Linked DNA regions of Macaca mulatta: region 1 is linked to region 2. A link is a contact called in public Hi-C data. All regions are on one chromosome and are shown on one strand. Each heading gives the region's core, a stretch centred on a gene start, on an enhancer-like site or on the middle of the called end of the contact. The rest is flanking DNA. Distances are from core to core; before and after follow the strand shown. Region 1 holds the start of POLR1E (RNA polymerase I subunit E). Region 2 holds the start of FBXO10 (F-box protein 10).

The links. A called contact is a pair of places that touch in the nucleus more often than the background predicts.
Region 1: a Hi-C map of liver shows a contact between it and region 2, with 2.9 times the contacts expected there. The contact joins the promoter of POLR1E here to the promoter of FBXO10 in region 2. A contact is called at or near these places in 3 of 14 Hi-C or Micro-C datasets (cortical neurons, fibroblasts and liver).

What each region holds. Positions count from the first base shown.
Region 1 is chr15:62,123,348-62,127,607 of T2T-MMU8v2.0, reverse strand. POLR1E (RNA polymerase I subunit E) reads left to right here and starts at 1,939. Exons shown (of 12, transcript XM_015117423.3): 1 at 1,939-2,114; 2 at 2,685-2,788; 3 at 3,856-3,932. The coding sequence starts at 2,039.
Region 2 is chr15:62,031,639-62,035,383 of T2T-MMU8v2.0, reverse strand. FBXO10 (F-box protein 10) reads right to left here and starts at 2,190. Exons shown (of 12, transcript XM_077965682.1): 1 at 2,090-2,190; 2 at 1,458-1,592.

The DNA of each region.
Region 1 (4,260 bases), core at 690-3,189, 92 kb before region 2:
TTGTTTATTAACCCCCAAAGTGTTTATTGTTAACCCCAAATAAGTTTAGTGAGAAAAATGATCAATGGGGGAGACAATCACACAATTAAGCTCTTCATCCTTATTTCTTCTTTCTTCTTCTTCCCTTTTCCTTCCCTGAACAATTCAATCCAAAATCATGAAGTGGGGCCAAGCAAGGTAGCCTTCCAAGGGAGGAAGGGCTCTGAGAGCTAAATGCAACACATGATTCTTGACAGGACATTTTTGCTATAAAAACATGATTGGGCCAGCTGCAATGGCTCACACCTGTAATCCCAGAACTTTGGGAGGCCAAGGTGGGAGGATCACTTGAGCCCAGGAGTCTGAGACCAGCCCTGGCAACATAGTGAGACCTAGTCTCTACAAAAAAATTTTTTTAATTAAGAAAAAAAAAAAAAGCTGGCTGTGGTGGCATACACCTGTATGTTAGCTCGGAGGTTGTGGTGAGAGGATCACTTGCGCCCGGAAGGTCAAGGCTGCAGTGAGCCCTGTTTGCAACACTGCACTCCAGCCTGGGTGACAGACTGAGACCCTATCTCAAAAAACAAACAAACAACAAACGCTGGGACAATGGTAAACTTAAATGGGATGTGAGGATTACATGGTAGTAATGTACCAGTGTTAATTTCCTGATTCTTTTCTGTTTAAATTTTTTTTTTTTTTTTTTTGGTCGCCCAGGCTACAGTGCAATGGCACCATCACAGCTCACTGCAGCCTTTGCCTCCTAAGCTCAAGCAATCCTCCCACCTCAGCCTCCTGAGTAGCTGGGACGACAGGCGTGTGCCACCACACGTGACTAATGATTATTTTTTTGTAGAGACAGGGTCTTGTTATGTTGCCCAGCCTGGTCTCAAATTCCTAGAATCAAGGGATAGAACTGCCTCTGCCTCTGCGCCTGGCAATTTGCTGATGGCTGTGTTGTTATTTAGGGAACGTCCTTGTCTGTAGGAAATACTATAGTCTTCAGGGGTGAAAGGGTATCAGGTTGACAGCTTACTCTAAATGGTTCAGGGCAAAAAAAGTTCTTGCAGTGTTTCTTTAAGTTTGAGACTGGGTAATTAGAAAAGAGTGACAAGTTGCAGGCTTTAAGATTATTCCTAGGATTCTGGGTGTTGGAGGTGGGTGTGAGGATGTGTGGAAGGAAAAGAGTTCTGAAAGAAGGTGATTTGGAAGACAGAGGGGAGTCAGCCTGAGTTCTTGCCCTTCAATAGCACGCATCTTTGGGCAAAGGGGGCCTCGGCCAGGGTCCATGCTTAAAGGTCCTGCTTTTGTCTTTTTTCTGCTCTGAAAACTCCCCGTGCAGAAGAATGGTTGAATCCGCAGTGAAAAAGGGACATGTCTATCAGCTCGGACTCCCTCTTCTATTTCAGTCCAGAATCTCCTGCCCAAAGGCTCTGGGGTTGGTTGGGCTTCTGTTCCATCACCTCAGGGTTGATCGGGCCACATGTGTGCACGCCACAGCGCATTGCGGGGCGCTGTTTGTCGGACTGTGGACAAAGCTTGTACCTAGAACTGGATGTCCACGTGGGTGGGTGGGAGGTCCTAGAGAGGGGCGGCTTTTTGCCAGCGGCCACATTTAGTTGGGGCTCAAGGAGTTCCTGTTAGAGAATTCTAAATTTGAACTTGGTCTTTCAGGTCTTGGGAAGACGTGTTTGTCACGGTAGGAGAGAGACGACACTCTCTCTAGACTGTGCTGAGCCGGAAGAAGGCTCACAGCAAGCTTAGGCTGAAGCCGTAGGACGCCTCAAGCTCTGGACCTACAACACCCAGAGTGCAAGCGAGCGCTGAGCTAATCACGTGCTGCGCCTCGGCCAGTCGCGCGAATATGTGGCACCTTGTGGGCGGAGACCGCGCCTCTCCGCGCGGGGGGCGGGGACACGCGGCTCGCGCACTGTGGGCGGTGCCCGGCTGGGGCCACGCCTTTTCCGGCCTGCCGCGCGGCCTAGGCTCCCGCGTGTTTAAAAGAGGGTTTGTGGCTACTGCTGTCTTAACTGCTGTACTTGGCGGACAGACAGGCGAGATGGCGGCGGAGGTGTTGCCGAGTGCGAGGTGGCAGTATTGTGGGGCGCCCGACGGGAGCCAGAGAGCTGTACTGGGTAAAGACTGCAGAGCTGGAGCAGTGCTCCTCTAACCCTCCCCCCTTCCGTCTCGGTATCTCAGCTGTCCCCTCGCACTCCGTTAGGCTTCTCCCCAGCGGGGCCAGGACGCCTGTAGTCTCCACCACTCTCCTGGGCTCGGTCGGGGCTGCCCTGTCCGTCTTTCTGTCACTACCGCCCAGCCGGATTGGGACATCCCACTCACCCGCTCCCCAGGGCTGTGTCCAGGACCCTGCTGTCCCCTCACCCACCAGGTCTCCCACCTCCCCCGTTTCCCTCTCTTCACTGGGCAGGGGTTCCTTCTGTCACTTTAGGTGTGGACCAGGCGTCTGCTGTCAGCCTCCTTCCGCGAGACATTCCCCCCTGTCACAGCCCCTCCCCAGGGTTCTCCCACCTCCCTAACCCCTCTTCTCAGCTGGCCCCGGATCTCCTCTAGTTCCCTTTGGGTCAGGACCCGAGCTTCCTTGCCATCCCCATTCTGACACTCACTCCCTCCCAGTGACAGTCTAGTCCCACCGTACATTGTGTGGCCTTCTGCTCTCACCTGATTCTTGGGCTGCACTCTTACAGTCCAGTTCTCCAACGGGAAGCTACAGAGTCCGGGCAACATGCGCTTTACCTTGTATGAGAACAAAGATTCCACCAACCCCAGGAAGAGGAATCAACGGATCCTGGTAAGTGAAGCAGTTGCCAGCTGTCTCCACTCTGCAGGGCTCAGAAGGCGCCTGGGAGTGGGTGGTGTGGGAGGGAGTGAGGGGAGAAACAGGAGAGTAGTAGCAAATGGACCTTTGAAGAACTCTGATGCCCAGCAACTTGGGATGTGGGGACAGGCTCCATCTTTCATTCATTTATTCTTTCAACAAGCATTTATGGAACCTCCTCTGTATCCCTGTGCTGCAAGCTTCTAGGAAAACAGCCAAATCAGGCCTAGCCCCACTCGGAGTTCATACTCTAGAACAGGGTTTCTTAACCTCAGGACTATTGACTTTTGGGGCCAATAATTCTTTGCTGTGGGGGCAGCATCCCTAGTCTCTACTCACTGGATGCCAGTAGCACCAGAGTGGATTTCCCTGGATTGAGAACCTCTGCTCTAGAGAGATGAGAACTGGCTGTGAGGGACACTTTTACACAAAGCTCTGAGGCCACGTGCGGAAGATTACAGGGCAGAGTGAGCTCAGTGGGAGGAGAGGTCTCTGCCAGAATGCCTTCCTTAGGGAGGTCATGTTGGAGCTGAGCCTTGAAGGCTGGAACGAGGGTTTGGCAGTCAAGGTTTGGTGTTCTAAGTGAAAAGGATAGCGAGGACAAATGCAGAGAAGCAGGAAAGCTTGCTTATGATTGGGGAGTCAATCAGCCATGGTCCTGAGAGTATACAAAGAACAGTCATGGGAGAGATGGGCCAAAGAGAGATTGCTTACAGAATCACTTTGTTGCATGCCTATAAGTGCTAGAAGCCCAGGGCCTCTCTCTCAAGTCTTGTGATAGAATTCCCCCAAGAGCTTTTCATACCATTTAGAAGCTAGCACCATCTGAGGCTTCTCTTCCAAAAGCTGTCTTGCTTCCCCCGCAGGGACACCCCATATTCCCTTAGAGAGAGTGGAGCTGGATCATCTGCCAGAGATGAACTAGTTCTAATCCATTGTGAGTCTGGATTCAAAAGCCTCAGCAAATGTAGAAAAGAGAGATGATACTTAATACCTTTCAACATTGGTTGTAAATGGAGTTTCTCCTCTCTGCATTTTAGGCAGCTGAAACAGATAGACTTTCCTATGTGGGAAACAATTTTGGTACTGGAGCCCTCAAATGCAACACTTTGTGCAGGTAATGGCAGGGGAAGGGACAGCGGGAAGGGTGATGGGGTTGGGAGTGGTGGCAGCACTGGCACTGCTGTTTCCTGTCTGTTTTAAGGGCAGTAGGAGCCATCTAGAGCGGTTTACTAGGTGATTCCTGTGTTCCTATTAGACATAGAGCCCTTCCCCTCACCTGTAGACATTGCTGGAAAGGAAAGATAACTTGAATTTCCTAAAAACCTCATTTGTAACCTTGTTTGTTTATAGCTGTCTTATTCCAAAAGGCAGCTCTCTCCATTAATTTGGAATGTGTGACTAGTAGGTCAAAGCTTGTGTGAAGTTTACCTGGGAACTAACGA
Region 2 (3,745 bases), core at 941-3,440:
CATCCCTCCCATCTCTGAGAGCTCTTGCTGACTCCCTATCTACATCATTAGAGCCCCCACTAATCTGCCCTCAGTTTTATCCCTGCCAAAGAATCTGAGGTCCCTAAGGCCAAAGTCTACGTATGTTTTTATCTATTTCTACTCACTCCCACTCCGCTTGGCACGGCCACCAATGCAAGTTTATTGAAGGAAAAAAGGAGGGAGGGAAGGAAGGAATAGTGTAACTGCACTGCAACTGAAACAAACCAGAGAACGGAAACTCATGGTGAACTGGTGACTGCTTGACCATTTATTGCTTAACAGCTACTTGTGCGATCACAAAAATACAATTCCCCTGATAACCACGGCAACCAAAATGAAGGCACTACGGTGAAGTCGGCTCTTTTCAGAAATCTAAAAACAATAAGAGGCCTGAAACCAGAAATACAAAGAAATCCAAGTGCTCCAGGGCAGAAGGAAATCCTTTCTTAAAAGCCCTGACAGAGCAGCTTTTTCTCCAGTCTCTCAAATCTCACCAGGCTCCAACAAGGGCTCTGGAACTGGTGTGAGGGATCCTGAAATAATTCAGGTCTCTGTGTGCTCCTATCCCTGGAGGCCAGCTGCTATGAGGTAAGCTCACTGCGAGCTGCAGCTTATTGTTATTTTAAAATGTAATGAGAACGGGCAGGGAGATGGATATATATATATAAAAAACATTATATAACCTCAAACTAACACAGCTAGCTCTAGAAAAAGCCCCGTGAGGACAGGGACCATGTGTGTCTTGTTCACTGCTCTATGTCCAGATCCTAGTAGGTGTACAAGACACAGTAGGGGTTCCATATAGCTGCTGAATAAACGCAGAATGAGATTAGAACTGAGGGAAAGCACAGCGCCTGGTAAAAGGTCCGTCCTCTCCACTACCCATTGCCAACACTCTGTTGGGTCCTGAGCAAAATCAAAGTCCTGTCGTCCTTCTGGGTCCAGTCTCTCCATTTGCAAAGGAGACAGCTGGATTAGATGGTTTCCCAGGCATCCTCCAGCTCTGACAGTCAATCACTGTACTCTGGTTTTTTTTGGTGGCAACACATGCCTGGCACTTTTCTCTCCCCTCAGAGGGAATCTGATACCCATCTGCTCAAGTAAATTGACGTTCCCATCCAGCCTGACTCATATAGTAGGAACAACAGGTTCATATGCCAATTGTAAAAGAGAAGGCAAAGGGGGCCCAGAATGAGAAAAAGGGAAGAGGTCTTAAAACCAAAACGGCAGTTTTCAGGACTAAAAATATAGAAACAAAAGTGATTATTCTGCCTAAAACAAAACAAAACAAAAACCAAAAAAACCCTTACGTGGGGCAATCTCTAGCTTACTAATAATGCTTATATTAACAGCATTATCTACTGAGGCTTTTGTGCTAGACACTGTGTGCTAAACCCTTTACAATTAATCCTCCCAGCAACCTATGAGCTTATTACCTCCTTTTAACAGATGAGGAATCAATCTGGCTCAAGGTCACAAAGCCAATAAGTGGCAGAACTGGGATCTGAACCCACAGCTGACTCGAGTTCTGGCTCCTCAAATGACTTTCCCCTCTGTTCTTCACTGCAGTCCTAAGAGCGAGGCAGGACAGGCGTTATCACTTTTGTTTAAAAATGAAGAAACCGTCTCTGAGAGGCTTGCGATTTGCATAAAACACACAGTGGATGCCCAGACCCATATTTGCCCCTGCGTTCCTAGGTGAAGGGTCTTCCCCATCCCAAGAGTCAGTTTCTTCTTCGACTTCACTTACACACTCGAAAAATCTCAGGGCTGGAGGCACCGCTGAGATACATCCTCGGCGTCCGGTAGTTTTACGGGAGGGGAAACCAAGGCACAGCTCTCCGTCTGGGTGCCTGAGCCTCCGGGTGCCGGGAGAGCGCGGAGCCGCGGGCGGCCTGAGGGCACCCCTCACGTTTCTGCCAGACCCCTGATGCCCGAAGCCCGACCAGACGCTCAGTCTCGGCCAGGACCGAACGGCGTTTCCTGGGTCGGTCGCCTGGGGAAGCGCCCCGGGTCCCCTCCCCCGACGCCCAAGTTCGCCCGCAGCCTCTGCGCACCGGCCGCTTACCTCGCAGGGCGCTCGCCCACCACGGAGTCCGGGCCGCGGCCGCCCGTGCCCTGGAAGCCACCCGCCACCCGCCCCGGAGCCGCAGCAGCCGGTAGGACTGCGGCGTGCGGCCAGCCCCGCCCGGGGGCGGACAGCTGCCTGGGGATCGTGTGGGGCCGCGGCCGTCACGTGACGCGCAAGGCGGCGAAGGATGCCGGGAGCAGCTGGCTAGCCGGGGCTGGGCTTCCCGACCACCGCGCAGAAAAGCTGTATCTGCCGGAGGGGCACCGGGAGGTGGGAGGAATGGAGACCAGGAGGGGGCGCGTGGGTCTTCGGGTACTGCAAAGGCGAGCTTGCGGAAGGACGATTCAGGCTCGTGTTGCGTGGCCCCAGAAGGGGCAGAAATAGAACCAGTGGGTGGAAACTGCAGGGAGACATGCTAAGGCCAATACGGTGTAAATAAGATTCCTGCGAGCACCAGTTATCTAACAGTATAAGGAGCAGTTTCCAGGGGTGCTAGGCTCCCTGTAGGTGAGCATGTAGGGGCTGGGTTCATTCATTGAACAACCTGACCATTGGCTACGTCCAGACAATATACTAGGAGTACATATTAAATTAGTTGTATGTATGGCGCTTAGCATAATGCCTGCCACAAAGTAAATGCTGTATGTTTGTTGCTGCTGGTGCCGTTACTATTACGAGCACAAAACTGAACAAAGCAGGTATGGTTCCTATTCTCCTTAAGTTAATTCTGTAGTGGAGAAAGTAGACAGTAATCAAGCGTCATTTAAACCAATATGTCTTTAAAATTGTAGAAAATGTACGGAAGGAACTGTAATTTATAAATAGGGGCCAGGTGTGGTGGTTCATGCCTGTAATCCCAGCGCTTTTGGAGGCCAAGGCTGGAGGAAAGATCGCTCGAGCCCAGGAGTTCGAGGTTAACAGTGAGCCATGATCATGCCACTGCACTCCAGCCTGGGTGACAGGGTGAGCCTCTTGTTTCAAAAATAAAACTAAATAAATTAGGGACCAAGGAAGGGTAGTCAAGGAAGACCTCTCAGAGTAAGATAAAGAGCCAAATGGAAGCGGGGCAGGGTAAGCCCTGTGAAAGCTCTTGGGCCAAGTGGATTGGGCTGAAGGAGAAAAGATTGCTCTTTGTGGAAATGGAAAACGTCTAGCTTCTCTGAAGCTTTTTAACGGGGAGAAGTGAGATCAGAAAGGTAGGCAGGGGCCAGATCATGCAGCACTTAGTAGGCCATGATAAGGATTTTAAAATTGTATGTAACAGGAAGCCACTGAAGGGGTGGAGGATTTGATACCTTTTAAAACAGTATGTCAGCTACTATGTGAAGACAGGAGTTAAGAGTGGAAGCAGAGATTGGTAGCTTAACCTACTTACTGGGCCCATGGAGGTGATATTTATTGAAATGGGAACTATTGTAAGGGGAACATATTTGGAAGTGGGGGCAGATCAAGAACTCCCATTTGAACTTGTTAAATTTGACACTGTCAGTTAGAATGGCTATTAACAAAAAGACAAAAAAAATAACAAATGCTGGTGAGGACATGGAGAAAAGGGAACTCTCATACACTGAATTATACAGCCATTATAGAAAAATGTATGGAGGTTTCTCAAAAAACTAAAACTAGAACTGTCATATGATCCAGCAGTCCCAC